Regions from separate parts of the Mus musculus genome. Here regions 1 and 3 are each linked to region 2. Evidence: chromatin contacts called from public HiChIP or PLAC-seq and promoter capture Hi-C data. All regions are on one chromosome and are shown on one strand. The core of a region is the stretch at or near the end of the contact, and the rest is flanking DNA. Distances in the headings are between cores, read along the strand shown. Region 1 holds the start of Cln6 (ceroid-lipofuscinosis, neuronal 6). Region 2 holds the start of Coro2b (coronin, actin binding protein, 2B). Region 3 overlaps Glce (glucuronyl C5-epimerase).

Region 1 (3,794 bases), core at 1,034-3,533, 300 kb after region 2:
AAAAAAAAAAAGGAAGGAAATAAGATAAAGAAAAATTTTTAAAAAATGCATGGAAACAAATGTAGCATTTGGTAGTTACCACAGCAACAATCTAGTTGTGGCCTCTGGGCTGAAGAGAATGATTTTGAGGCAGAGAGCCCCAGCCTCTCATGGTCAAGCAGTCCATGCAGGTCTGACCAAAGTAAGGAAGAATAACTTTCATTAAAAAAAAAAAAAATTCAGAGTTCAATGCCCCTGTACCATAAAAGGGGACCTCAGAACAGGCTGATATACATAACCAGTCTGGGAGTTGGCTGATATAGATAACAAAGCTCAGTTGGTAGAGTGGTACTGTACAAGCATGAAGACCCCAGTTTGGATCCCCAGGTGTATGCAGCACATTTGTAATCCACAGAGACAGGTGGATCTCTGATGCACACTGACCAGCCAGTCTAGCCAAATTGATAAGCTCCAGGCCCAGTGAGATCCCTGTCTCCAAAGACAAGAGAAACAACCAAGACAGACACCCAGTGAAGACCTCTGGCTTCCACATGCACCTGCCTGTACATGTGCACAATCTCCAAGATCACACAATCACCACACACGAGTGCACACACACACCACACCACGCATACACATGTACAAGTGCATGAACGCATACATGCTCTCCAACAAAACCAGCCCAACAGAGCCAGATAGTCTGCAAGAGGCTCATGCATTTCTCAAAGCTATAGATGAAATAGCTCACCCTTTGTTACAGATGAGTAAACTGAGTCTGGGAGAGGCCGAGCAATTTATCTGACCTCTGTGACACTGGTCCCCAGACAGTGTGCCTTGCAGATACTTCTCATGTTTGGCTTCTGTTCTCTTTTCTCATTGGGACATTGTCTCCTTGGGTTCTGGATGCCATCTATGTTCCTGCGGCTCAATCTATCTGCCAGGCTCCTACCGACCGACATGGCGTCTGAGCTTCACACCCATGGGTCCAACAGCATCCTGACCCAACCAAAGCTTCGTGGGTCCAAAGATGACGTCTCATTTACCTGTGCTTGCTCCACCCACTTAGATGCAGCGCCTGGTCACATCTAAACTCCTCTCCCCTTACAGCCATGCATCCGAAGAAGATAGCTCCCACACCACTGGGCATGTCTCACCCCCAACCCCCCTTTACTGATACAGTCCAGGACCCTCATTAGAACTTGGTACCCGACAGGCTGCACCTCCTCCATCTCTGGTTCTGCCTCTGGGCTGTGCCTGAAATGCACACATATGCCAGTCTCTTGCCAGGGCCCTTCCTGAGGTTCTCAGGGATTGGGGGCTCCAATCTAAACCCCTCTCTCCCCCATCTCAGCCAGTCTCTCACTCCCCTGAGCAGCGTGGTTCTCACACAACTTTCCACTCCTCCATACCAGCTAGTCTCTGGACAGGGTGTGGGAGGAGGAGGGGTGGGTGTGTGGGGAATTCTGGCCGTTCCCTCTGCCTGGAGCTCTTTCCTGTCTCCAGTTCATACTTCTCTGTCAGCTATCCTTCCTGTGATGCCTGTTTGGCCTTACTGCCTCTATGGCTACACAACCCTCAGAACTTCCTCCACCATTACCAGAAGCTACGAACAGAAGCGCTTCTGAACAGGGCTCATAGGTTCCTGCACAGAACTTACGAGGTTCTTAACACAATTGAATGAGGAAGGGGTGTGTGTCTTTCCCCAACGCCAGGACTGGATTCTGGACCACCTCGTTGTCCTCCAACTAGGAGAGAATTCACTATTCTCTTCACCTATCAAAGCACAGTGGATAGTTTATCGAGCAGTCTTTAATCTGAGGAAGGAGGGCTCAAAGACCCCGGGTCTTCTGATGACCTCACAGCTTGGTCATTCCAGGTCCCCGGTTCACCTTCGTCCAGTACCCTCAAGCCCGGCTAGGCAAGGCTTCCTTCCTGCAGAAATGCAGAGAACCCAGGAAAAAAACAAAAGCAAGCAAACAAACAAACAAACAAGACGCCAGGCTTCCCCACTGGAGTGCAGATTCAACTAAGACCCAAGACCTCTGGGACATAAGTTAGGCCCCTCCTTCTCAAACAAAACACGCCCTCCAGCTGTCTCCCTCCACCTCCGCTCTCTCATTCCTCCTCCCTCCTCCCCACACTCCATCCTCCTCTCCGGTCTTGCCCCAAGCCCCTCCCTATCCTCCTCCCTTCACCAGTTCTCCCCCTGCTCTTTCCTCCAGCTTCTCTCCTCCCTCCTCCCCTCCAGCCTCCAGCTCCTCCCCTCCCCTCCCGCCCGCCCTGGGGCCCCGCGCTCGCTTCCCTCTCTCCCGCCCAGCCTTCCCCGCGTTGGGCGCCGAGGCTCCGCGCGGCCCGCGCAGCCGTCTCTCCTCCCGGAAGGCGAGGCCGAGCGTGGCGGCCATGGAGGCGGCGACGCGGAGGCGGCAGCTCCTCGGAGCGGCGGGCGGCCCCGGTGTCGCGTTCGTGCAGGCCAGGTGCGCGCGGAGCGGGGACAGGGAGGCCGCGAGGGGCCCCAGAGTTTGAGAGACCTCGCCAGGGTTAAGGAAACCGCAGGGATAGGCTACTCGGGGGCCACCCCGGCCAGCCTGGCTGAGTCCCTGTGCCACTTCCAAGTTTTTAGGAACCTCCTGCTCTGGGCAAGACTGTGACTCTGCTCTGAATCCGGTGGCTCAGGGCCCAGGGAAAGTGGGCCGTTAACCGGGGACAGCGTGACTCTCCCATCCTGAATGAGAGACCCCTTCCCTCAGAGGGGAGATGTTTGGGGTTTATCTGGCTCGACAGGGCAGAGCCAGAGGCGCAAAACCCGCCCTTTCATCTTTTCCTCCAGTCTGCCTCCATCCGCTCCACTGACCAAAGCATTCCCGCCTGTCACATGTATTGATTAAACACCTGTCATGTGCCTAGCGTTGTGCCAGATGGCAAACAGGAAAGTCTGAGCCAAAGCAGGTGACAGCTAATTCTGGAGGGCTTTCTGGAGTTGAACAGTACAAGACTCTGCAGAGGACAGACACTTACTGCCGGGCATGGTGGCAATGCTTTTAACCCCATCACTCAGGAGGCAGAGGCAGGTTTCTAGGGGGATGTAATCCAGTTGGTAGTGACTGCATAGCATGCAGGAAGTCGTGGTTCTTCCCAGGCCACAGAAACTGGACATGGTAGACAGTGGAAGGATGTGAGGAAACACAAGGACTATACATACTAGTGTTGGACATGTCACACGTGTAAGAGAAAATCAACGACAGGGGCTGGACCAACTTTAAAGTGCCCTGAATGTCCCAGAGTTGGCCGAGAAGGCCCTAGAGTCTGAAGTTGGAGGAGGCACCTACTCTGGGTGGGGAGGCTGTTCACTTTGAGCAGGAAAGACCCCTTACCTTCCTCACCTGAGTGACCTGGTAAAAATGTATATTCCATATGCCACAGGTACCAAAGAGCCGTGGAGAGATTTGAGCACTCATGTGCACCAGGTGAATTTTAGGAAGTCCCTGGCACTGTTTGGAATGGTGGGGGAAGTTCTGGGAGACTGGGTTGAGGGCAGCCTTTTCATAGTTCCGACTGGGGAGCAATTCTCTGAGCATGTGCTGTGCTGCCTCTGGTAACATTTCTACCTGGTGGTCATCCTATGAGCTCTCCGTGGCGTAGTCACAGGGTAGCCATCTTAGTTTGTATATACACGTCATCAGGGCAGATTTGCCCTTAGGCACATTATTGAGCAGCTTCTTGTCACTTGAGGGTCCCTATACTCTAAGTATTAGGTCATCATCTCTGACTGATAAGGAAGTGGTCCAGTGTGCAGTAAGGAGGTGCCTGACCAGACT
Region 2 (4,330 bases), core at 577-3,076:
CAGTTTTACCTTCAAGGGAGAAAAGTTGTCTGAATCCGTGTGCATAGACAGGAGAGGTTGCAGGGTCAGTCCTTGCAAGGTCATCTTCAGCCTTAACACTTATGCTCCCACCCGGCCCATGAATTGCTCCTCAGCCCCCACCTGCCTGAAGCTTTGGCATTTACAATCTCCATAACAACACATCTCTGCCCAGCTGCATTTATGCTCATTTAAGAGCACTAAGCACCCTGCCGCTTGATATAGCTAGCTTGACAAAGTTAAGGCCAGGCACATCCGCCCCGAGCCCTCAGGTTATCATTCTCATACAGCTCCCAAGTCCCAGAACTGAGGGCAATGACAAGGTCTGAAGTGAAGTCCGAGCCGGGCTGAGCAAGTCGCTGGGGTAAGGAGCTTATTAGAAGGGTCTAGAATGGACCGCCCAGCCTTTCTGTAAGGCTTTGACCACAGCAGGCTGCCTGGCCTGCTTGGCTTCTACCTCCTCAGCTGTGAGAGCCAGCTGAGCATCTGGGAAAGATGGAGTCTGGCCTAAGGTGTATAGACGGCCAAATCCACGGCTAAGGCCGATGCCAGGGTGTGAGGTCAGCACTCCAACAGAACCTGGGAAGAGTACAGTTCATACTCTTCACTTGTTTGTCCCACCACTACCAAGGCTCATCTTATCCCATTGCAGAAAAGGAAACCTAAGCCCAAACTAGGCCTAGCCCTTCTCCGTAGAGAGACTCAAATCTGCCTTGGCCCAGGGCTTATCCCACTGCCCCAACGGTCTCTCCTCTTAACTCCATTCTTCCATTGGCAGGGAAGACGTCCCCAAAAAAGTTCTTCAACAAACCCGGGCTCCTGTGACAAGTCCAAGAACCTCTTCCAAACTGGGGTCTGCCAGGATGCCTACCTGCTCCTCTCTGTCACACTCCCTGCCCATCCCACCCCATGCAGTAGAACCTTCCCTGTCTCTGGCAGCCACTCAGGGATCCGGCAGCGCCTCTACAGGGTAGCTTTGGAGTCAGGCCCAGGCTTCTGGGGTAAATGGCAAAGACAGGCAGGTGGGGTTCAGCTCCCTTGTGTGTCTGACTAGCATGGCCAGCCCATCCCTGCATCATCAGCATGGATCCCTCAGTCCTTACGGCGCGTGACACTGAGGGACAGACACCCAGAGCGCCAGCCAGCCCGAAGCAGCTTTCCAGGGGTTAAAATTGCAGCACCTTCCACAAGAGTTAAAAATGCAGTCCCGGGGCGCACAGTGATGTGGTCCACACCGTCCAGGATAGCTGCAAAGGAGCATCCCCTCCCGGCATCCCGTAGTCCCCTGGGGGCCGAGCGACTCCTGGGAGCTGGAGCGCGCGCGCGCGCGCGATCCCTTCCTAAGCCCCTCAAGTCCCTGCCCGGGGGGTTGTAGCACCCGCGGGTCCCCAGCGTGGCGACGATCTGCGCTGCTTACCTTTGTGACAGTCATACAGAAAGCGGGCGGTGGGGCTGGGCGCGGGCGGCGGCAGGCGGCTGGGCCGGGCTGGGGACCGCGCGCTCGGGAGGCCGCTGGCTGATGTCAGCCGCGGCCGAGCATCTATAATAGATGAGGCCGCCGCGCCGCAGGAAGGCGAGGCAGGAAGAAAGGCGGGCGGCGGGCCGCGCGGGGGGCGGGGAGGACCGACCGGGGACTCGCTACAAAGAGGAGGCGGAGGCAGAGGCGGGAGTGCAGTCCGGGCGCCTGACGGTCCCCAGCCCCGCGCGTCCAGGCGCTGCCCCCTCGGGCTCCTGGCACCTGCGGCCGGGGCCGTGGGCGGGGACCCGGCCTTCGGTGCCGCGTTGGCTCCGGGCGCCCGGTGAAGTCACAAGCTGGACGGGCGCGGCGCGCGGCCGGAGATGCCTTCCCAGGGCTGGTCGCCCCCTGGAGGTTCCCAAAGTCCACCCGCTACGGGTCCCGCAGCTGCCACACGAGTTCAGGGTGGCCAGGAGGGCTCGTGGAAGCACTCCTTCGCATCTCAGTGATGAGCTCGCCTAAGGCCAATGTGGTCCATGTTACATAGGAAGTGGCAGGACTTGAGTGTAAAGTACTTAGACAGAGGGGCATTGGGCCCAGTTGGCTCGCCAGACTCGCCCAGAGGCTCTCTGCTTGGTGGCAAGCTTCTTAGAGGTTTCCTTTGCAGATCCTGCGTTCTATAGTTATAGGGACACAGGGGGAGCTCTCTGTAAGAGAGGCAGGACCGACCCTCCTCAAGAGTGTTCACATCACTGGGGAGATGACAGGTACAGTTGCTCTAGGCAAATCCCAGCCAGGTTACCTACACCCTGTAGCAGCTGCAGGAATTTCAAGTACAATTGCCTGAATATGGCCATGCGAGTACCTGGGCAAAACCGGTTTGGACAGATAAGGAGCCGCTGCAACCACAGAGAAGGGAGGAGGGAATGAGGTATTTGGAGCATCTCTCTCTCTCTCTCTCTCTCTCTCTCTCTCTCTCCCCCCCCCCCCCGGGGGTTCTGAAGTGTGCCACCTGCTCTCAGAGTTTCTTCACTGCAGTCCAGTGTGAGCACCTGCCCCGGAGGAAGGTGCAGGAACAGGGAGGTAGGATGCCTGCTCCATTCCGCAGCTGTATTTCTAGAACAGTACTACACACAGTGACAACTACTATAAAGTGCTTTGGCATAGATCCCGATATTTTTATTTACAGTTTTTTTTGTTTTGTTTTATCTTAGTTTTTGTTGGTGTTTTGGGTTTTTTGGGGGGGCATCCCTAAGAATGAGCAGATTTCGTGGGGGGACGTACCTGGTCTGACACAGTGACAGAGCCAGGACTTGTGTCTGTGAGTTACAGAGTTCCTCCACAGCTGCTGCCATCTTTGAACTTCTTCTGCATCTTGGGAAGGGTATAAACACCTGTCCGTCTCCAGGGGCCTTGCAGCAACTTTACTAGGTCTCTAGGGAGAGCAGATGTAGCTTCAGGCCTCAGGCATTGGCTCTGCGCCAGACCCCTCCTAGGTGTAGTCATGCCAGGCCTCAAGTCTTTACTGCCTCACCCCCCCCCCACCCGCCCCAGAAATGCCGGCTTCATTCTCTGAACCCCATCCTTACCTGACATCCAACCACTGTACACTTAGTTCAGAGTCTCTGGGTTGTCTCCACATGGGACAGTACAGCAGGGAGCTAGCTGGCCCCTGGGTATGATTTATCTTCCTGCATGACCCTGTCTCAACAATAACGAAACTAAAGGCAAAGAATGTTTGAGAAAGATACCCATTGTGGACTTCTGGCCATCACAAGCATGTACATAGCACACACACACACACACACACACACAGAGACACACACACACACACTGCATCTCAATGATAGGGTGCTTGCCCAGTATGCATAAGGCTCCAGGAAAAGTTTAATGTCACCAGGAACAAATCAAGGATGATGTATGGAGCGGGGGAGATTGGATTAGTCAGTGAAAGTGCTTGCCAGGGAAGCCTGAGGCCCTGAGTTCAAATCCCCAGCTAAGTATTGCAGTGCATACCTGTATTCTCAGTGTGAATCAGGTGAAGGTAAGATGGTCCCTGGAACTTGCAGCCCAGCCTGTCTAGCTAACCAATGAGCCCTGGGTTCAGAGAGAGAGAGACCCTGTCTCAATTACAACAAAAATAAAGGCAGAGGAGGAAGGAGAAACACCCATCGTTGACTTCTGGCCATCATAAACATGCGCACATATGCATACATACTCAAAGATAGGGTGTATCTCTAGGATGGCATGCTTGCCTAGTATGCATATTAAGGCTCTCAGTTCCATTACCAGCAACACACACATACACACCAATTCAAGCAAAATAAGTGTTCTATCAGCAGAAGAAATGTAAAGGAGACCCATAACATTTCCCATCAGCCAGTTGGTCATTATCAGAAGGATTTGGATTCCATGTCAGGATGGTAGTCTTGAACAGGAGAGCCTTAAGACAGGAGAATGGAACCATCATTGCCAGGCTTCTCCATCCAGCCCTATGGCCCTATTAGAAAGTACTGAAGGGCCAGCCAAGAACACCAGCAACCAACACCCATCACCCCTCTCACATCCCAGATTGCCATCCTCGGTTACCCAGCATGCCTCTTGGCACCTTCCGCGCTGTCTGCTGTTGTTGTGGGCTCTGGGAACAAGACAAACACTTAATGTTATCTTGAGCCAAATGTAATTAGGAACATCAATCTGCCATCCCCAGGACCCATGTGATGGGCTCTGAAGGCAGACAGGAGACACTCTAGGTCCCTCACATGGCTGCTGGCTCCCTCCTTCTGTCACATCTTCATCTCCGTAGATAGAAAGGACACCTGGATAAGCACGATGCCCCGGCAAGATGCCCAGTCC
Region 3 (4,066 bases), core at 1,302-3,801, 480 kb before region 2:
TTGGTCTAGATGTAAAAAAATAAAAAAAACCTCTGCCCCATTTGTGTTTTATAAGCACCTGAGTTGGGAATTCCAGTGGTTATCAAATGATCACTCTGTGCTCTGTGTGAAGAGCGGTTATTATGGATATTATGGATTGAATTGTGACATCTTGCCCCCAAATTGGCATGTTGAAGTCTTAAGTCTCAACATATCAAAATACGACTGTATGTGGAGATACATATAAAAACAGGGTCATAGGACTAGTCCTTAATCCAGTGGGACTAGTTTCCTTATGAGAGTAGGACAACACAGACAACCACGTGGGGACATGGGAAGAAGACAGAAAGAGGGAAAAGCAACCTCCAAAGCAATGGATTCTAGCTACGACTTGATTTTATAGAGTTCTCATTTCTGGCATTGAGAATGCGAATGCGAATTTCTGCTGCTTAAGTTACTCTGGCCTGCAGTATTTTGTTACAGCAGCCCTAGCAGATAAAAAAATGTACCTCTGCAGACCACTTCCTTAACAGTGGAGGCACTACGATTCTGTAGGCCTCAACTGTTGTTAAGTCACAGAAATCAAACCTAGCCAACACCAGTACACATGGGACCTGAGTGGAAGCCCACTGCTCTTCAAATGCACTGGATCCAGGCCTTGGAGCCCTGCCAAGATTGGTTTTTCCAACTTTGCTTTTCTTTCTATTTCAGTCTAAAAGTTCTTGCTGGAGAGACTGGAGTGGCCTAGCTCCTGGCAGGACTGTCCAGCACCCGGGCAGGAAAGATTCTTCAGGTATGGAGACTTCTGTGGTTTGGAGGACCTGCACCCCAATGGTGATGAAGAAATGAGTATGAGGTTCATGGCCAACTCTGAATTTTGTCATATACTGCAAAATCAAAGCAAGAGTAGTTTGTGATCCACTCTGGTCCAAGACTGTTTGTGACCACATAGCTCTTTCTCAACTAAGGTGGAAGACAAGGGACAGCTCTAAGAAAGAAGAACAGCCTTGTGCTGAGACCTGCAGAGCTACTGAAAGCTAAAAGCTGACTGGTGATCAACTCGAGTCCAGCATAGATTTGTGTGTGGAATTTAGTAAAATGAAGCCACAGAGACTACAATGTGGTGCTGATTACTCTACAGAGGAGAGTACAGAAGGATGACAGGCAGCCCAGAACTCCCAGCTGTAACCTGGGAGGGCATGCACACATCCAGCTGGGGTAACCGAGTGTTTGCTCAAGTTGTCCCTTCCCTACTTCCACCTGTCCTCACCCTAGAGCCCTGACGTGGGCTTCAGTTCCTGACCAAGTGCAGTGCAGCCCTTTCTGTTCTGAACCTGTCTGGTGTACTGTGGCCCCCACAGACTAAGGCTCCTGCGAGATTACTCTGGTTCCCTGTCTTCAGGTTCAAAGAAATATTGGCCAAATGCTTATTGGGTTCACATAATCACAAACTAAGCAGAAGAGAAGAGAAATATCCAAGTACATTTCTTTTCGAGATAAAAACTTTATTTTACAATTTTATAAAGCAGCTTTACATTAAGCACAAACAACCCATTTAACTTTGTATAGAAACAAAATACCTTTCCATTTGAAAAAATCAAGTTTTGCTGTATATAAAACTAACATGTGCACATTGTGCTTGAACTGCAAAGGCTGTACAGCTTTACAGAGGACCACCCTCCAGGAGGGCATCCAGTAAACACATTATTGCATATTTGACACATGGCATATACCCCACATGTACAATGGAGAAGCAAGGAAACAATTACAAGAACAAACCAGCAGCTTTTGGTAAGAGTCTGTACACCAACAAAGACAGAGGCCCTGCATCTGGAGAGTGCTTGTGACATTTCTACACACCTCACAGATGTCGTGAGGCTCTTGAACGAAGCCGTTATATACAGTAACTCCTAAAGGTCAAACCTGCTCTTTTCTAGAAACTTTTGGCTGTTTTACTACTGAAATGGTGACAGATTCAACATGGAAGCTAACTCAGAGAAGTGAACCAAACCAATATCCTTAAAAAAAAAAGAATCACAACAAAAAATTAAAATACCCTCCCCATTCTCTCTATACTCAGGATAAGTAAACATTTACATGATTTAAAAACCTAGGGAACTTTGTAGTTTTCTGGAGGCAAAAATGCATGGGTCCCTGGCAGTGTTCCTCCATACATGCCCAGTTCTCCCACCCGTCGAACATGCTGTGGATCCCACTTCACAGGCAGAATTCCTGCACACCCAGAGTCTCATTTTGTTACCCCCAGTGACACAGAGGCATCCTCCCTCACGTCTGACAAGCCAAGCACTGACAGTGCTGTCACAGGCTCAGTGTGACCTCTTAGGGGATTCTGGGATCACAAGATAAGTCAAGTAGCTGTTGCAACGTGGAAGGCAGTGGAAAAGCAACAGCAGTGAACTGCCATTTCTACATCAAAAACAGAAACAGAAACCAAAACAAACCCAAACAAACCAACTTTCCCTCTTCAGTGGAAAAGGACAACCACATTGGTAAGGCACTGGTGTTTGTCACAAAATCAGTTCCACGATGATTTCACTGACTCCTCTCATCTGAAGACCAGTATGCAAACAGAAAGCAGAAGTCGGGGCCACTCCAGTAACAAATCTGAGAAGTGGACAGTGTTCCCAGGTGGGCCAGCTTGTTTTCAACATAGGAACTGAAAATAAAAGGGAGTCTTCGCTTTTATTGCTGAGACAAATGTGCATGTTCAGATGTTGCTGAAACACCTCGTGTGTGAGAACCACAGAGGTAAAAGCTGGGGAGCCGTTTGACTGACCACACTAGCTACCTTGTAGGTGGAAGTAAGGTGTGGTCATATATACTGCGAGTCTAAGTTTATTTTTCAACAGTTTAATATTGTCTTCAGTACAGCTCTTCTTTCCTGACTCCTTTGATGCTGATATAGTTTACATATGTATTATTGTGTGTGTGTGTATTTTTCAGCAGAAGTACAGTGTGTGGGCAGATCACCCACCTCGCCTTTAACATGCATCTGACCAGCAGCATGGATAAGTGTCATTATTTGTTCCTAGAAAGGGTGAGGCTTATGTTACCCAACTGTCTCTATATTATCACACCCTAAACAAAAACCAGAGCAAACCAATCCCTGTTGCTTTTACCTAATGCCCGGAGCCTTACAGCAGACACTGTCCATGGCATGAGGACTCTGAAACTCACTTACAGATCTGATGGCACACAGACAGCAGACACAGTAGCATCTTTTCTGTTTCAATGCTGGAATCGTTCAAAATTAAGCTTCAGAGAAACAGCAAGGACAGAAACGACGTGAAAAGCAATGGTGACAACCCAGGCAGGAGAGACTTTACTGTGACTCCTGAACACGACACTTCTCTTTTAAGGAGGAGGTACCAATGGTCAATTTCAAAGCATCAAGTCTGTCACAAGTTTAGGCTTATAATTAATATTCTGTGTAATGTCCTCTCATTGGACAGGACTACTAAAGGATAGTATGAAATGAAATGCAGCCTTCTAGATAGTGATACAGACACACTGCACTAGAGCAGACGTGGGGAAGACGATTATCAAACTTTGACTGATTGTAGACCGTTTCATAAAACACAGCATGTCTGTGACTTCTTGTGCAGTCAACAAGTTTCATTTCAGTTGTGCTTATGTATGTGACCGTGAAACCTGAACACGGGCTGTGTTTAGATATACAGAGTTCAAGAAAACCATAATTCAAAATATTTTCCATATATAATTGAACAAATGCAACAAATGCTCACTCCCTCTCAAGAAATGAACCTATGGGAAAGAAACACTTAAAAAAGTCCACGATCCAGGCTATACGCACACATTTACTGTAATACAGCACACTGATTTCTAAAAGCCTGCTTTCAGTATAAATATAAATAATCACATTTTAAAAGCACTCCATACTAAGTTTTAGGTAAGTGCTGGGCAGCAGGCTAGCAGCAGTGACTTACCAGTATCTTCCTCAGACTGAGAGTGACTCTGCATGGAGGCCTACATGATGAGAGGGCAGAGGTCTTGGTTCAGTGCACTGACAGAGCGCTCTCCTCGATACCTTTCTAAGCACCTGCCC

What was found. Promoter capture Hi-C pulls out the DNA fragments that hold promoters and counts their contacts. HiChIP or PLAC-seq counts read pairs in DNA pulled down with a chosen protein or histone mark.
Region 1: a contact with region 2 is called in a promoter capture Hi-C map of the SN4741 cell line, with 4 times the contacts expected there. The contact joins the promoter of Cln6 here to the promoter of Coro2b in region 2. A contact is called at or near these places in 2 of 39 promoter capture datasets (the 3T3-L1 cell line and the SN4741 cell line).
Region 3: a contact with region 2 is called in an H3K4me3 HiChIP or PLAC-seq map of bone marrow-derived macrophages, with 5 times the contacts expected there. The contact joins the enhancer-like site here to the promoter of Coro2b in region 2. A contact is called at or near these places in 1 of 39 promoter capture datasets (liver), 5 of 484 Hi-C or Micro-C datasets (the N1E-115 cell line, embryonic fibroblasts, embryonic stem cells and 1 more), 1 of 115 datasets of contacts at active chromatin or transcription factors (bone marrow-derived macrophages) and 1 of 9 other capture datasets (adipose tissue).

The regions. Positions count from the first base shown.
Region 1 is chr9:62,836,502-62,840,295 of GRCm38.p6, forward strand. It overlaps Cln6 (ceroid-lipofuscinosis, neuronal 6), which reads left to right and starts at 2,284. Exons shown (of 7, transcript NM_001033175.3): 1 at 2,284-2,453. The coding sequence starts at 2,380.
Region 2 is chr9:62,535,218-62,539,547 of GRCm38.p6, forward strand. Coro2b (coronin, actin binding protein, 2B) reads right to left here and starts at 1,827. Exons shown (of 12, transcript NM_175484.3): 1 at 1,436-1,827. The coding sequence starts at 1,450. It overlaps Gm39352 (a long non-coding RNA gene), which reads right to left. Exons shown (of 4, transcript XR_870833.1): 2 at 4,064-4,330; 3 at 3,064-3,571; 4 at 2,664-2,909.
Region 3 is chr9:62,055,785-62,059,850 of GRCm38.p6, forward strand. Glce (glucuronyl C5-epimerase) reads right to left here. Exons shown (of 5, transcript NM_033320.5): 5 at 1,460-4,066. Among named protein-coding and RNA genes, the nearest start is that of Paqr5, 31 kb to the left of the region's middle. Within about 2 kb of position 2,552, at least 34 of the 459 cell types and tissues checked have an H3K27ac peak or open chromatin away from gene starts, as enhancers often do. A contact at or near this core is called in bone marrow-derived macrophages, where this site is marked.